2 separate regions of the Sus scrofa genome follow, and region 1 is linked to region 2. Evidence: chromatin contacts called from public Hi-C data. All regions are on one chromosome and are shown on one strand. The core of a region is the stretch at or near the end of the contact, and the rest is flanking DNA. Distances in the headings are between cores, read along the strand shown.

What was found. Hi-C and Micro-C count contacts between places; a contact is called where the count stands out from the background.
Region 1: a contact with region 2 is called in a Hi-C map of heart right ventricle, with 2.0 times the contacts expected there.

Annotation. Positions count from the first base shown.
Region 1 is chr5:67,051,676-67,059,491 of Sscrofa11.1, forward strand. It overlaps a transcript of TSPAN9 not described here. Among named protein-coding and RNA genes, the nearest start is that of TSPAN9, 61 kb to the left of the region's middle.
Region 2 is chr5:66,858,391-66,865,436 of Sscrofa11.1, forward strand. The region is part of intron 1 of TSPAN11 (tetraspanin-11); the gene reads left to right. Among named protein-coding and RNA genes, the nearest start is that of TSPAN11, 9.1 kb to the left of the region's middle.

The DNA of each region.
Region 1 (7,816 bases), core at 3,271-5,770, 200 kb after region 2:
TGTTTTGCAAGCAACTGAGACATGGCATTGGAGCCGCCTGGGCCCTGCGTTGTCACAGCACCACATGGGGAAGTCAGGTCAGAACACCCTAACCCTAAAGGCAAAAGGCAAGCCAAGGGCCAGTGAGAGGACCAGAGGAGAGGACCACAGGCACCAGGGGAGGGCAAGGTCATACAAGTCTGCCTCTGAGCAGCCCGGCTCCTGGGAGACCCTGAAAGGCGTGTGGGACCCCCAGGAGTGGAGGTGGGGCAGGAGGAAGGAGGAGCTGGCACAGACACCAGAACCGGCGCAGCACACTCCCCAGGCAGGCAGGGCATCTGTCACTGCCATGGTGGGGGACCACAGTGCACTGGAAAAGCCATTTGGAGCGAGACTGAGAAGTCTCCGGGGTTGGGGCTCTGAACTAAGACCTCCATGAGCCCCCACAGCACGAGCCCGGCTGCCTTTGTGTTGAGAGAGCCATGGGAGCTGGGTGCGAGGGGAGGTTTTGGCATCAAGGAGCAGGTTTGCAGGGGACAGCTTGAGAGATTTTAAAAACTTTCTCATGACACAGGATACTGCAAGCTGACAGAGGCTAGGGAAGCCTGGACCACCTTGCATAACACAAAACCCGTACTTCCCCTTTGGCAAGGACCCCAAGGTCCCCTGGACCCCATCAACTGAATCTTGTAGCCCCACTCAGCCTCTCACACAGCATCCCAAACTCCCCTTTGGCCGCTCCTATGAACCCAAACACTGCCATGGCCCGTTCTCCAGTGCCCCCCTTGGTCTGCTCCAGCAAACCCTGAAACTCCCTTAGCCCTTACCTAACACACATCCAAACTTCCTTCTTGTCTTCTGAATAAAACCCCCAATTTCTTCTCAGCCTCCCACTATGCACCCCAGAACTTCCACTGGCCCCCACCACTAAACCCTCTGTTCCCTTTGTCCTTTCCAGAAACCCAGTATTTCCTCCCATCATCTCTCATAGAACCCCAAAGCCATCATTTGCCCCTACACCCTAACCCCCAAGCATTCCACATCCTCCACTGCACATGCCATACAACCCTCCAGCTTCCCCAGCCCACGAGCCTTCCCCATTCAAGTCCCCCCAGAAATCCTGAACCTTCCTTAATTAAGCCTTTGTCATTGGAGTTCCCATTGTGGCTCAGTGGTTAACAAATCTGACTAGGAACCATGAGGTTGTGGGTTCGATCCCTGGCTGCACTTAGTGGGTTAAGGATCTGTCATTGCCGTGAGCTGTGGCAGACGCAGCTCAGATCTCGTGTGGCTGTGGCTGTGGTGTAGGCCGGTGGCTATAGCTCTGGTTAGACCCCTAGCCTCGGAACCTCCATATGCCGCGGGTGCGGCCCTAGAAAAGACAAAAAAAAAAAAAAAAAGAGAGAGAGAGAGAGAGACAAAAGCCTTTGTCATCAAACCCTGAACTTTCTCAGCTTCCCATACCAAATCTAAATCTGCAGCTTCTTCTAAGAAACCCCCGCAGTTTCCTTTCAGAGGCTCTGCTGGCGAGTTGGGAAGCCGAGAGCAGCACTTCTCAACCAGTCAGTGGCAAGTGCCAGGCCTTTTACTTCCAGTCCATCCTGGGCCCCCAGGTGGTCCTGCTACGGGGGACAATTCCACCTGTCACCCTGTGAACTGCCTGGTGATTCCAGCAACATCCAAACTGACCAAAACCCTGTTCCACGAAACAAATCCTTCAGCTTCAACTAAAAGGCCCACAGAGGAATTCCCGTTGTGGCTCAGTTGGTAACAAACCCGACTAGTACCCATGAGGACGTGGGTTCCATCCCCGGCCTTGCTCAGTGGGTTAAGAACGCAGCATTGTTGAGAGCTGCCATGTAGGTCACAGACATGGCTCAGATCTGGAGTGGCTGGGGCCGTGGTGTAGGCCAGCAGCTGCAGCTCCGATTAGACTCCTAGCCTGGGAACCTCCATATGCCTCCACACCTGGGTGTGACCCTGGGTTCACCAGAGCCACAGCAACACCAGATCCGAGGCACATCTGTGACCTACACCACAGCTCACAGCAACGCTGGATCCTTAACTCACTGAGCAAGGCTAGGGATAGAACCCGCAACCTCATGGTTACTAGTCAGATTCATTAACCACTGAGCCACGACAGGAACTCCTGATGACTATCCCCTCTTACACTGTCCAGGGTGTTGCCCTGAGAGGCCCTCCCGTGGCCCAAACAAGCTACCTGCCCAGGCGCAGATAATCAAGAGGTAGGTGCCACAGAGCAAATGCCCCCAGGGCCAGCTAGAATCAACTGTCCCCATGCCTCTGGGGGAGATATGGGTGCAACGCTCTGAGGCCACCAGGGCTGGAGGTTCACTACCTGAGATGGGAGAGAAAATCTACCTGGGGTTGTGCCAGGGCCACTGAGGCTGCAGACCCTGTCAAGGGAGGTCAGGGAGGGCAGGCTGGAGAGAATGCCGTTGTCCCCAGGTTGTCCCACTACAAAGCCAGCCCCACCCCCACCTCACGGGAGAAAGCCCTCCCGCTGCAGGGTAAGGGGACACCACAGCAGGCTGGCCTTGATGATGGGTGAGCAAAGGAGGGAAGGTGTGAACAGAGAAGGGGGAAATCTAATTAAAACTGGTTCCTGCTCAGCCACCTGCTAAAAACCACAGCTCACCCAAGACTTAGATGGAAGAGTTCCTGACAACATGGCCAAAGAGTCTCTCTCAGCCGCAGCCAGACGAAGGGAGGGACCAGCTGAGCCTCCCCCCACCCCCGAGCCCCCAAGAAAAAGGCTCCTGGAGCTGAAACCTGAGCAGATGCCAAGGGGCAGCAGGAGGCAATTTACAGCCGGGAAACCGAGCACTCGGGCCAGATGTGGGCCTCAGGGAGGGCTGAGGCCCTAATGCACATGTGCGCGGGGTGGGGGTGGGGGCTGGGCTCCGCCAGGGAGTGGGGTGCGGCCTGCCTTCCCAGAGAAGAGAGGGCGGGGAGGCTCTGAGGGCCTGCAGCGCTGGGAATCCAGGGTCAGCATGGGGGGCTCTGAGAAAGGTGTGGAAGGATGAAGGAAAATCAAAGGAGAAACTGGGAGCAGTGCACCCACAGGGGAGGGACCCACAGGAACACAGCGCAGGCTGGATGCCTCAGCCACTGCCCTCTGGCCAATCTGGCCCTGGACTAGCTCCTGCCTCCAAGTTCCGTGACCATGACCGCAAAAAGGCGCTGAGTGGGAACTAGCAGGGAGCTGAAGCCGTGCCTCACCGCCCCCGGGCCAGGCCAGGTCTTTCTCAACACTAACAGTCGCACCTGCCAACCCACCAGTGGAGGGCCCAGCTCGGGATGGGGCGGGATTGGAAGGTCCCACCATCAAGCCCCTGCTGGGCAAAGTGGGAACCAGGGAGCACGGCACTGCCCCCTCACCACTGCAGAGGGCAGGTGTATTCTAGGCAAGTAAGGGGGAAGCCAAGGCCCAGGGAGGGGAAGGGCCCAACTGAGGTCACACAGCAGCAAGGGAAGCCAGGCCCCAGACACCTGACTCCACACTCTCCCCACTCCCCACACCGCCTTCCTCGGGGCCCCAGAGCCAGCAACGCCCCAGTCCAAGGAAACAAATCTGCCCCTTCTCTGGAACATCGAGGGGGCTGGCGTGGGAAGCAGGGAAGGAAGTCAAGTTCCCTAAAGAGCTGAATGCAGAAATCCATGTGACAAGAGTTGGAATTACTTTCCCTGGAAAAAAAATAATAATAAAAGACCCTCCCTTACCAGACCTCAGGGGTATTTGGCTGGAAGCTGACGTAATGCGGAGAGGAGAGGAGAGGCCAGGGGAAAGGCTCCCCCAGCCTCCAGCTAGCCCCCTGCCAGCAGCACAACAGGGAGGCTGCAGCTGGATCCTGGGCTGGGGAGAGGCCACGCCCAGCAGGATGCTGGAGCCTGAGACATGGTCCTTGGCAGACGGCTGGCTGGAAAGCAGAAGCCTCTTGACCGGCACACAGGGGGTAGCGCTCCCTAGGGGCCCAAACTCCGGCTGGCGTGGACATGAGGTACCCAGAGCAGCTTGTGTCGGAGGCATCAAGGGGGTGTGTCTCCGGGCAGAACCTACCAGGTGTGACGTCGGGTGGGGGTGGGAGGCAGGGGGCAGAGCTCTGGACAGCAAAGAGTCAGGACAGTGACTCAAGCTCCAGGCAGATTCTCCGGTTCTCCCGAGAGGAAGAGTGAGGGCCTGGGCTGACCCTTTCTCCTATCAGCACTGCACCCAGCTCCGCAGTTCTGACAGAGCTGACTACCCATAGCCGGCCCTGCGCCCGCACCCAGAGAGGGTGTGGATGAGGGTGAAGGACCAGGACCTCAGGAAGGCTCAGGCTGCAGATGGAAAAAGACAAGGAGGAGCCCAGGAGCCATCCCCACTGTGGCCCTGAGTTTGGCAGGTGCTGTACTGAGGAGGGTCCAACTGGAAAGAGGGTCCCAGCAAGGCCCCCCAGCTTCAGATGAGCCCAGAGCAACACTGATGGCTCAAAGGTCAAGGGGAAGTCGGTTCCAGCACAAGAGCACCGCCACCTGGCCCATGCCTTTGTGGCATGACGGCTGATGGAAGGTTCTGGCAGCTCCACAGCACAAAGGGTCCCAGACCAACTCTCCCCCACCCTACCTCCACTGGGGCAGGGTGGGGTGGCCAAGTAGCCAGCTCCCCATCTCAATGGCACTCTCCCGCCCCCAGTGCCCGTTCCCTACGGCTGGGCTCCCAGGGCACTCACACACTCCCCTCTTAGAGACGTGCTAGCTGGGACTGCAAGGTAACAGGACTGGATTTCTGGCCATCAGCCCAACCCTGAGACGGAGCAAGCGCTTTTCCCAGTCAGCCTAAGGGAGGCAACACAATGTGAGCCCAAACCAAAAAGCCCCCAGGCTGGGAGTCTAGTGAGCAGGGTCGGCAACCTGTCTGAAGTGCTGGACCCGTCCTTCCCTTCTCTGGGCCTCACCTGTTAAAGGGGACAGCCCCATACCCGACACAGGGCCCCTGGGAAGACCAAGTGAGGCTGTGGGAGATGAGAAGAACCTCATAAATGGGAGTACACACCACTGTCGAGTGCTGTGCAAGGTGCTGAGGGATGTGGGTGTGACTTATACCAGAGCCTCAGAGCCACTGCCTGCCCCAGACCCACACCTCCAGCCGCATGTGTGAGGGGTAGAGCAGTCCCCACTCCAGCAGGGCTTTGTATGGATTACTATTCACGGGGCACATGTCCTCTTCTGTACTGTGTCCCCTCCCCGCCACCACTGCATCTGTCCATATGAGCACAAATGCCACACCAGGGACTCTGCCGGGTGCCACTGGACTTCCTCAGTGACACTGGGTTTCAGCTTCCGGTCCTTCTAAGCCACTAAACTCCAGCCGGGGACTTCCCACTGGTGGGAACACTGTTAAAAGAGTGTGGGTCACACTGAAAAGTCCTCTGGTCACAGGATTGAGAAGTGAGACAGTCACTTCTCCATAATGTTGTGGGAATGTCAGTCGTTAGGCCACCTTGGCTTCATCCCAGCCTTTTCTCACACCCATCTTGGAACCAGTGAGGCCTGGAATTTGGAGTCCCTGTGCCACCCCAGAGCAAAGGGCTTGACCTAAAAACCACATGGAAGAGAAATTGACAAGTTTCCTGCTGCCATCTAGTGGCTGATGTAAATAAGAGCAGGCAACGGGCCAGAAGGCCACCAGCAAGCCTTGGTGACCAGTAGTCAGCCCTGCATGTTGGATCGAAGAGTAGTGACCAGTCATGAGAGGCTAAACAAAGCAGAAAGCAGAGGATGCCAGAAATTGTTAAAGTTAAAAAAAAAAAAAGCTTGCTGGTTGGTTTTCCTCCAGGGATCAAAGAAGAAATATGGTTCACTCATCCATGTGCGAAAGAAAAATGATGCTCCGACTCTGGGGCAAGGCACTGCCCAGGTGCTGAGAAGGAGCATGCAAATAAGATGTCAACCCTGACCACGGGAACCTTCCTGTGTGGCCTCTCCTCCCCTCCTCTGACCCCTGAGCAGCCTCCACTCCGGTCACATACATCTCTGCAGGTCCTGGCTTTACCACGCTTTTCCCCATGCTGTTCCCTCTTCTCCCTGCTATAGACAGACCATCTGCCTGTACAGATGTCGCCGGCTCTTCCACACCACACATTACCCTCCCTGTGCTCCCACGCTGGACTGCGACCACTGGATCATACGTCCACCTTCCCCACCAGATCCAGCCCCAGCTCTCAGTCGGCGGTCACATCCACAGAGCTGTGTGGACAAACCCAATCTCAGAGCCCCAAATGCTTCTCACCTTCCCTCTTGGGAGATGCAGGGGCCCAAATCTTCCACACCAAGCCCCAGGACCACTGTCTCTAGATCTCCTTCCATCCATCCAAAAGGCCCCTCTGTCTGCTGGTCTGACTGTGAGCCTCCTGCTACAGGCAACCCTCCCCCCAGAAGCAGCAACCCTGAGCAGAGGTGCGGAAGCACATCCAGATACTGGGCTGGGTGTTCCCGTCGATGGGTAGAGCACCAGAGAGAACCAGGAGACCCGGGCTCAGCCTCCGCTGGCCCCTCACTGGCTGCATGACACACCGGGCAAGCCTCTTCCTTCCTAGATCCTTAAAAGTTCCCCATCTGTACAATTAAGGATCATCTCTTGGGTCCCTTTCAAGTCAAAAACATCTGTGATGCTAATTCCCACTCATGTGTCAATGACCAGTAACAGCTAGCTAATAGTCTGACTGTTCCCACAGTACTCTCACCCTGAAGGGGAGGCCCTCAACCCATCACCCAGTCATTCATACAGTAAAAACACACTCAACGCCCCAGCGCTGGCAGTAGGATCACTATTTTTAGCACTTGACCTGTTCAGCTCTGCTCTAGCCACTGGGAGAAAGGCCGATGAGGAAGGTCAGGGGCCGATGCTGAGCTGACACAGGCAAAGCTGAGGAAGGGAAGCATTCCCTGAGCCTGACACCTGGCAGGGCCCACGAGTCGCCCCTCACACTGCACCTTCCGCACGCCTGTCTCAGTAGTAACCCCTTGCAACAAGCTAGGAGTTGACTCTGGGTTTTGTGTTTGTTTTTCTTCTGGCCACACCTCAGCATGTGGAAATTCCTGAGCCAAGGGTCAAGCCCGCCCCACAGCAGTGACCAGTGCCATAGCAGAGACAATGCCAGATCCTTAACCCACTAAGCCACCAGGAAACTCCTTGATTCTGTTTTATAATTGAGGAAACAGAGACCCAGGGAGACTCAGGGACACAGGCACTGGGTATTGAGCCAGGACTGGGCCCAGGCAGCTGTCTGGCTCTTACTCTGTGTGACAATGGCCGACATAAATGGCAGGCCCCTCTCCTACCCTTGGTCTATCCATTTTTGTGGTATTGGCCTCCCCAGATCCTCCCCCCAGCCTCATCGGAGATTTCCTTCTTGGGAGTTCCCATTGTGGCACAGCAGAAATGAATCTGACTAGGAACTATGAGGTTTCGGGTTCAATCCCTGGCCTCGCTCAGTGGGTTAAGGATCCGGCATTGCCGTGAGCTGTGGTGTAGGTCACAGAGGCAGCTCAGATCCTGCATTGCTCTGGCTATAGTGTAGGCCGGCAGCTATAGCCCCAATTGGACCCCTAGCCTGGGAACCTACATATGCCTCGGTTTCGGCCCTAAAAAGCAAAAAAAAAAAAAAAAAAAAATCTTTCCTTCTTGATTACCCTCATTCAATCTCGCCTCCAGCTGCTGCCAGCTTTTAAGAAGCATCATTCTGGAGCACATACCTATTTTGTTTGATAAACTCAGCCTGATGGTGGCATTTATTTTCGAGCTGCCCTTAAATCAGAAAAATGAATGCACTGG
Region 2 (7,046 bases), core at 506-3,005:
CCTGAGACTGTGCCTTCGGGAGAAGTCCCTGGCCCAGGGCCCTTAGTTCAAAAAGCAGGGAAAGTGCCATTCAAAGTACTAAAATATGGAGTTCCAGCTGTGGTTCAGCAGGTTAAGAACTCAACATAGTCTTTGTGAAGATGTGAGTTTGATCCCTGGCCTCGCTCAGGGGGTTAAGGATCTGGCATTGCCACAAGCTACGGCATAGATCCTAGATGGGGCTCGGATCTGGCATTGCTGTGGCTGTGGTATAGGCCGGCAGCTGCAACAGGTGCAGCCGTCAAAAGAAAAAAAGTACTAAAACATAAAACTTTTTCCTTTCTTCCTTGGCCTCTTTCTTGACTTGTCATGATAGGTTTGGTTTTTGGTTTTTGGTTTTTATCTTTTTAGGGCCACACTCACGGCATATGGAGGTTCCCAGGCTAAGGGTTGAATTGGAGCTGCAGCTGCCAGCCTACACCACAGCCACAGTAACACAGGATCTGAGCTATACCTGCAACCTACACCACAGCTCACGGCAACGCCAGATCCTTAACCCAGTGAGCAAAGCCAGGGATCGAACCTGAGTCGTCATGGATCCTAGTCCGATTTTCGTTTCCACCGAGCCCCAACGGGAACTCTCTTACTCGCTTTTAATAACATTGTTAGTAAAGACAAATTGATGTTTTTAATTATTTGCATGAGTTTTACCATTCGCCTCTATATTGCGCAGTGCCAGTTTTACATGTAAATTTACAAGCATTTAACTCATACATTGAATCATCAAAGTGACACAATTCCTTTTTCAAAGCTCTTCTGTGCCCATGTATTTTGTTCTCACCGTGACAGTGAAACTGGTGCAGGAAACTAACTCAACTGTTATTATTTCACTTCTTGATACACACACACACACACACACACACACACTTTCAGCACACTCCCCCTTTGGCCTAAGGGTAATAAAGGAAGAGCGGAAAGAGAAAGAACCTATGTACCACTGTCTTTCTTTTCCTCCCGTGTCATCAGTTTTCAGTGTAAGTGTTGACTAATGCAGGAAGCAACAGAAACAGGAAAGGCCAAAGCCATGGCAGGGTCCCTTGGGTGGAGGCTTTCTTCGAATGCACTGCTTTCTGGCTGCTTTGAGCCAAGCTCTGGTTCCAGCAGAGAGCCTGGCCTCCCAGGCCACCAGCACCACCCCCTCCGTCACAGACAGAACCCCTAACCTGGACTTGCTCTGAGGCTCTCCGAGCCCCACGCATCATGGGTGCCCTGGAATTCTCCGGGGGTACTGGCAACGCCAGGACACAGGAGGCAGCAAGGGACGGCAGTGACACACACCATGTCTATCTCCTCAGCTCACATTCACACCCGCCATCCCTGGGACTTCATTTGCAAAACACAAATTCAAAGATAAATTATTAAGAATTTCGAGGAGTTCCCGTCGTGGCGCATTGGTTAACGAATCCGACGAGGGACCATGTAGTTGCAGGTTCGATCCCTGGCCTCACTCAGTGGGTTAAGGATCCGGCGTTGCCGTGAGCTGTGGTGTAGGCTGATGGCTACAGCTCCGATTCGACCCCTAGCCTGAGAACCTCTACATGCCTCAGATACAGCCCCAGAAAAGGCAAAAAAAAAAAAAGAAAAGAAAGAAAAAAAAAAAGAATTTCGAGATGAAACGGCCAAGCATTAAACCAGGCACGGGGCCCCTGTGAGGCTGCGAGTGTTTCTGGCCCAGGAAGGCAGTGAGTGCCAGAACCCTTGTCCTCGTGTGGGTCACATTTCTGGATGGTTGCCCAGTTAGGGCAGAACTAAGCCTTTCTGAGTGGGCCGGTCAAGGGCCCTGGATCCCCTTTCGTGATGTGTATCTTTGGAAAATGCCAGAGGCTGCCGTTTCCTTTCCAGGTCTCCACCCTCTGCTTTAAATCATTTACATTTTTAAAAAGTCAGCTGAGGTCATTCGCACAGAGGTTCTAGTGGGTTTTAAAGGCTCAGAAGAAAAGAATAACAGACAGGAGCAGAAATGGGTGTTGCCCCTTTGGGCTGAGGCCTGGAACAGATTGAAAAGCAAAACGCCTCTAAGAACTTGGAGGCCTGCGCTGAGAAATGCACTGGCTCCTCGCTGCTTTGGCTTTTATGCCAAAGCCCAGCAGATAGGTCGGGACAGGGAAGGGAGTGGCCTGGTGACCAGGGACCCAGTGCTGTCTCAGAGTTGGGGTGAAGTGAGGAGGGGGAGGGGCCGTGTGCAGGGGCCACACGTCTCCACACTTTAGGGTGTGTTTGGCACACACAGAGGTTTAGGGAAGCCAGGAGGGTTTTTTGGTTTTGTTTTTGTTTTGTCTTTTCTAGGGCCACACCCTCAGCCCATGGAGGTTCCCAGGCTAGGGGTCTAATCGGAGCTACAGCTATCAGAGCCGTGTCTGCGACCTACCCCACAGCTCACCGCAACACAAGATCCTTAACCCACTGAGCGAGGCCAGGGATCGAACCCGGAACCTCATGGTTCCTCGTTGGATTTGTTAACCACTGAGCCAAGACAGGAACTCCCAGGAGTTTTATTCCAGAAGGAAAAAACTCCTCTCTCTGTAGGAAGAGAGGGTGGGACAGGAAGTTAGGACTAGAAGCCCTGGGAGAGATGGAAACACTCGGAAGGCAATTAGCACTTTCTGGTAGCTCTGAACAGAAGGCTGAGGGCTTTTACGCTGCTGAAAACCGAAAGTTCCAAGCCAGTCCTGGGAAGCAGGTGCTGGTACTGCGAACTGGAGGAGGGTGGGAGTAAGCCCCCAGCCCCCTCTTTTTAATGTAGAAAGGAAAAGTGAGTTAGAAAAAACAGTGATAAAAACAAGCAGAAGTGAGCGGGAGAAGCCCCAATGACCTCAGACCTTCAAATACTGCGAATCGTTCTGCCCTCCCCCTTGGTTTTAATTTACTCTGTGATGACTGCTAACTGTGAGTCGCTGCTTCTATCATTAGATTTAATAGTTGCAGGACTGGCTGATCTCCAGGGCTCTGCAAACTGTTTCTGGATGACCTGCAAGCCAAGGATGATTTTTACAAACTTACAGGATTGAAATAAAAAACAAAGAAGAATATAGAGCAGAAGCCAGAGGCCCACAGACCTGAAACATGTACTGACTAGTCCTGTGAAGAAACAGTTTGATGAGCCCAAACTCTCAGCCCCAGGCCAGTGATGGAGGGAAGCTTCGCTTCCGAACCAGGGCCCCCGGGGCCGGGGGTGTAGCTTAGTTCACCTGGGGTGCAGCCTGGGAATGGGGATTTTTTTAAACACTTCTCAGGGAGTTCTAGTGCCACTGAGGCTGAGAAGCACTGCCCTAAGACAGTCCTTCTCAAAGTGAGATCTGGGCCCTGCAGTGTCCACCTCCTCCAGCTGGTTAGAAATGGAAAATTCCAGGCCCCACCTGGCCCGCCAACTCAGGAACTCTGGGCGGGAGGGGGAGAGAGCAGAAATCTGTGTTTTAACAAGCCCTGCAGGGGATTGTGATGCACCTCAGATTTGAGACCACTGCTCTAAAGCTTGACTTTTCAACCCTAAACCTGCTGCTTTGCAGGCAGCCCGTCGCAGAGACGGAGTGCAATAGACAAGAGGAAGCTGGCAGGCGGGGCGGGGGACAGCGAGGCTTGGCAGGTTCTTTCCAGGCTGGACTTAACCATCCTTTTATTTTATTTTTATTTCCCACACAACCAAGGCTCTGGGAGGCAAAATGAGTCTCAGGAAGCAGAATTTGGGACTAGAATAACACCACCAGCAGCAACAATAATAAATTCCTCCTTAAAAGTGAACATGAGTAACAATTTTAGCGTTGGGCCCTATTTTTCATTCCTACCAGAGGAATGTTTGCCTTTTCTTATATTAACTCATAGAAGGTACCCATTTGGTAGCCAGGATTTAAGCACACTTCTGAACCATCTTGAAATCATTTAAATAAACATCACCCGTGCCTGGAAGTCGGAAAGCTGTATGGTGGACCTTCGCCTCATAACTGAGGGTGGATTCTGTTCTTCTCCCAACCACCCCCTTAAGGGAAGACAGACCCCCCCCACCCCCGCCCCGCAACTGCTAGCCCTCCAACAAAGTAGCATGTGGGGCATTTATAAGAATGTTATGGGAACTAGAACCTGTTGATGGCTGCTATGTGCCAGGCACTGTGTGAGGTTTTAACACACATTATCTCCTGCAATCATCACAGCGCTGTTTTATCCATTTTAGAGCTGTGAAGGTTGAGGCACAGGAAGGTTTAAGACTTCCCCCAAATCCCACAGCTGACAAACCCGGGACGTCTGGCCTTGGCATCAGTGTCGGTGGAGGGGAAGCTGGCCCGCCATCAGGAGTTACGTGGCATTTCAATAAAGCTGATGAGCCTGTGGACTTGTAAAGCAGTTAGTGCCAGCTCTGCCAGGCCTTGCCAAGTGTCCTGGGTGTTCCTGGAAGGATGTGAGCCCACCCTGACCAAAGTCTGGGTTGCTGGTGTGCCATCTTAGAAAGAATTCAGGGACAGGAGGCACATGGACGACATGAGCAAAAAGATGCCATCTGTGTTGTCACGAATGCTCTGCCCCCCGCAGAGGTGGCTGGAGCCTTAAATTCTTCCTTCCTCACTTCGGAAGTTAGCAGCCAGATTAACAGATAAATGTTACCTATTATCATTGCCATCAATAGTAATGAGACATCCTTTGAGAGTCCCCCTGTCTCCAGAGCACTCCACGCTCCTTAGCTCCTGATGTCCTGGCATTGACCAGAGGCAACAGGAGCTCAGAGATCAGGATGGTGGGGGCAGCCCTGTGAGGCTGCAGTCCCCCCACCGCCTCAAACCTGGTCCCAGGACCAGAGGTTTGAGTCCCAGCTCTTCTCAGAATTACCCAGTGAGAATGGTGATGTGGCCCCCCACCCTCTGGGTCTCCCCCGCCAACATCTGGGAGTGAGCTGATTTCTAAGTTCCTTCTCCGCTTCTAGACCTGGGGCACAGCGGCAGCTTTCCAAACCTTGGGAACAATGGGTGGCGATGCTCCTGGTGATATGTAATTAGTACCCGATTAGGGAGCCAGTGTGGGCAATAGCTAGGGTTTTTTGATGCCAAGTCCGTTTCTATAACATCCTCCCTCTATAACTCATGGAACTAAAGTTCTTTTTTGGAAAGAATTAGGGTAACAGTGCGGGGGTTGCTGGTTAGTCGTCATGTGAGTACATTATTTCCTTGCCCAGAGGGGTCAAGCTTCTCTAGAAAGAAAAGTTTCTGTATGCTTGGCTCTCCTGCAGGGGGAGGATTCTAATACTTTCTGGAGGGGGTGGAGGGGCTGCTAAGTCCCTAGAAAATGTGTTTTCACCGAACTGGGATGAAGAAACATGGTTTATTTATCAGGGAGCTTAGCAGCTTCCAAACTCTCTTCAGTAAATTACATCACCCCTGGACTCGAGACCTAACAGATTTACATCCAGGTCCCAAAGTGAAAATCGGAGTTTAGAATCGGATGCAGGTGCGTCCTTTCCAGGAGCCTGTGGGCTCCAGCAGCAAGCGGAACCGGGCTCTGGATCCTGGGGCGCCTCCTTCCTCCCCAGCTCCGCCTCTGCAGCCATCCCGGGGCCCATGGGCTCTCTGAGCCTGTGTCCAGGCACAGCCCTTCCCTCAGGAGTGATGGCCTCGTCTGAACCTTCCCAGGAAAGGAACCGTCGCCCTTCCGTGGAGGGACAGTCATAATGCCTTCGGAGCCACGCTGAAACCTGTGCAGCCCCAGCACATGGTAGCATTTTTTCATCCAATTTCAGGGGCCTCTGGGTTCCAACTCCTTGGAAGGAAGGGGCTTTTAGGCTCACTGCTCAGCCGCAGCAGCCTCCTCCGGGGACAAGACAGGCACCGTTTAGAAAGCAAATGAGAAATTGGACTATGTCCTCTGGGAAAGGAGATGAGTTTTTGTGTCATTTGGGCTTTTTTTTTTTTTCCTTTTTTTAATTTCCCGATGCCTTGAAGGTCGTGCCTGTGTCTTTCTTTTTATTTTTCTTTGCTTTTTAGGGCCACAACCACAGCATATGGAAGTTCCTAGGCTGGGGGTCAAATTGGAGCTGCAGCTACCAGCCTACACCACAGCCACAGCAATATCAGATCTGAGCCGTGTCTGTGACCTGCGCCACAGCTCATAGCAGGGCCGGATCCCTGACCCACTGAGCGAGGCCAGGGATCAAACCCACAATTTCATGGTTCCTAGTCGGATTCGTTTCTGCTGTGCCACCACAGGAACCCCTGTGTCTTTCTGATTCCTAGAGCAGGTTGAGAAGGTCTGTAAGCATGAAGTCCCTCACACAGTGAGGGGGACTTCCTCCGGGCCCCTCCTACCCCTGGAGCATCCCTCTTCCAGCCTGGCTGCTCCCTTAGAGCCGCAAACACTCAAACCATCATCGCCCCCTCCATGGAGGTGCTGCTGGTGGTGCTCTCTCTCTGGGGTCCTCACCCACCCACCCCCATAGAGCAGAGGGGGAAACTGGCTCAGGTACTTAGATGACCCAGCCAAGGTCACATGGCTGGTAATGGTGACATTAATTTTCCCTCCATGTATGTGACAGCCCATACGTAACATCAGAGAACCGTGCTGGGCAGGGGTGGGGGCATCAGTGCTTCTGGGGTGTCTCCGTCCCAGGATGTGGGTCCCTGAGTCAAGCCTGGTGTGAGTCCCTGTTGAGGCTGAGAACTGGCACCTTGTTGATTTGCGGCCCGAGCGCCTCCTGCATCCTCTGGACCATGAGGAGTCGTGTCTTACACCCCTTCCCAGCTCAGTGCACCCAGCAGAGGAAGCCCAGCCTAGCCTCTAAGAACATAGTCACCCTGAGTTCCTCCAGCTCCAGTCGGAGCCCCACATGCAAGCTTGGGAGGCCCACCGGTCGAATGTCCTCGGCTTCTGGCTGCCTCGCTGGGGGACTGCGAATGTGGGGGTTTTCCCTCCCTTCTCAAGGTCACGTTCACCCGGCCCTTCTGACCTTCAATAATTGCTGCAAGGCCCTAGTGCCTGGGTGTCGGCTGGCCCACCTGTGGGTGGACGGTGGGGTGTCGGGAAGGCCTGCT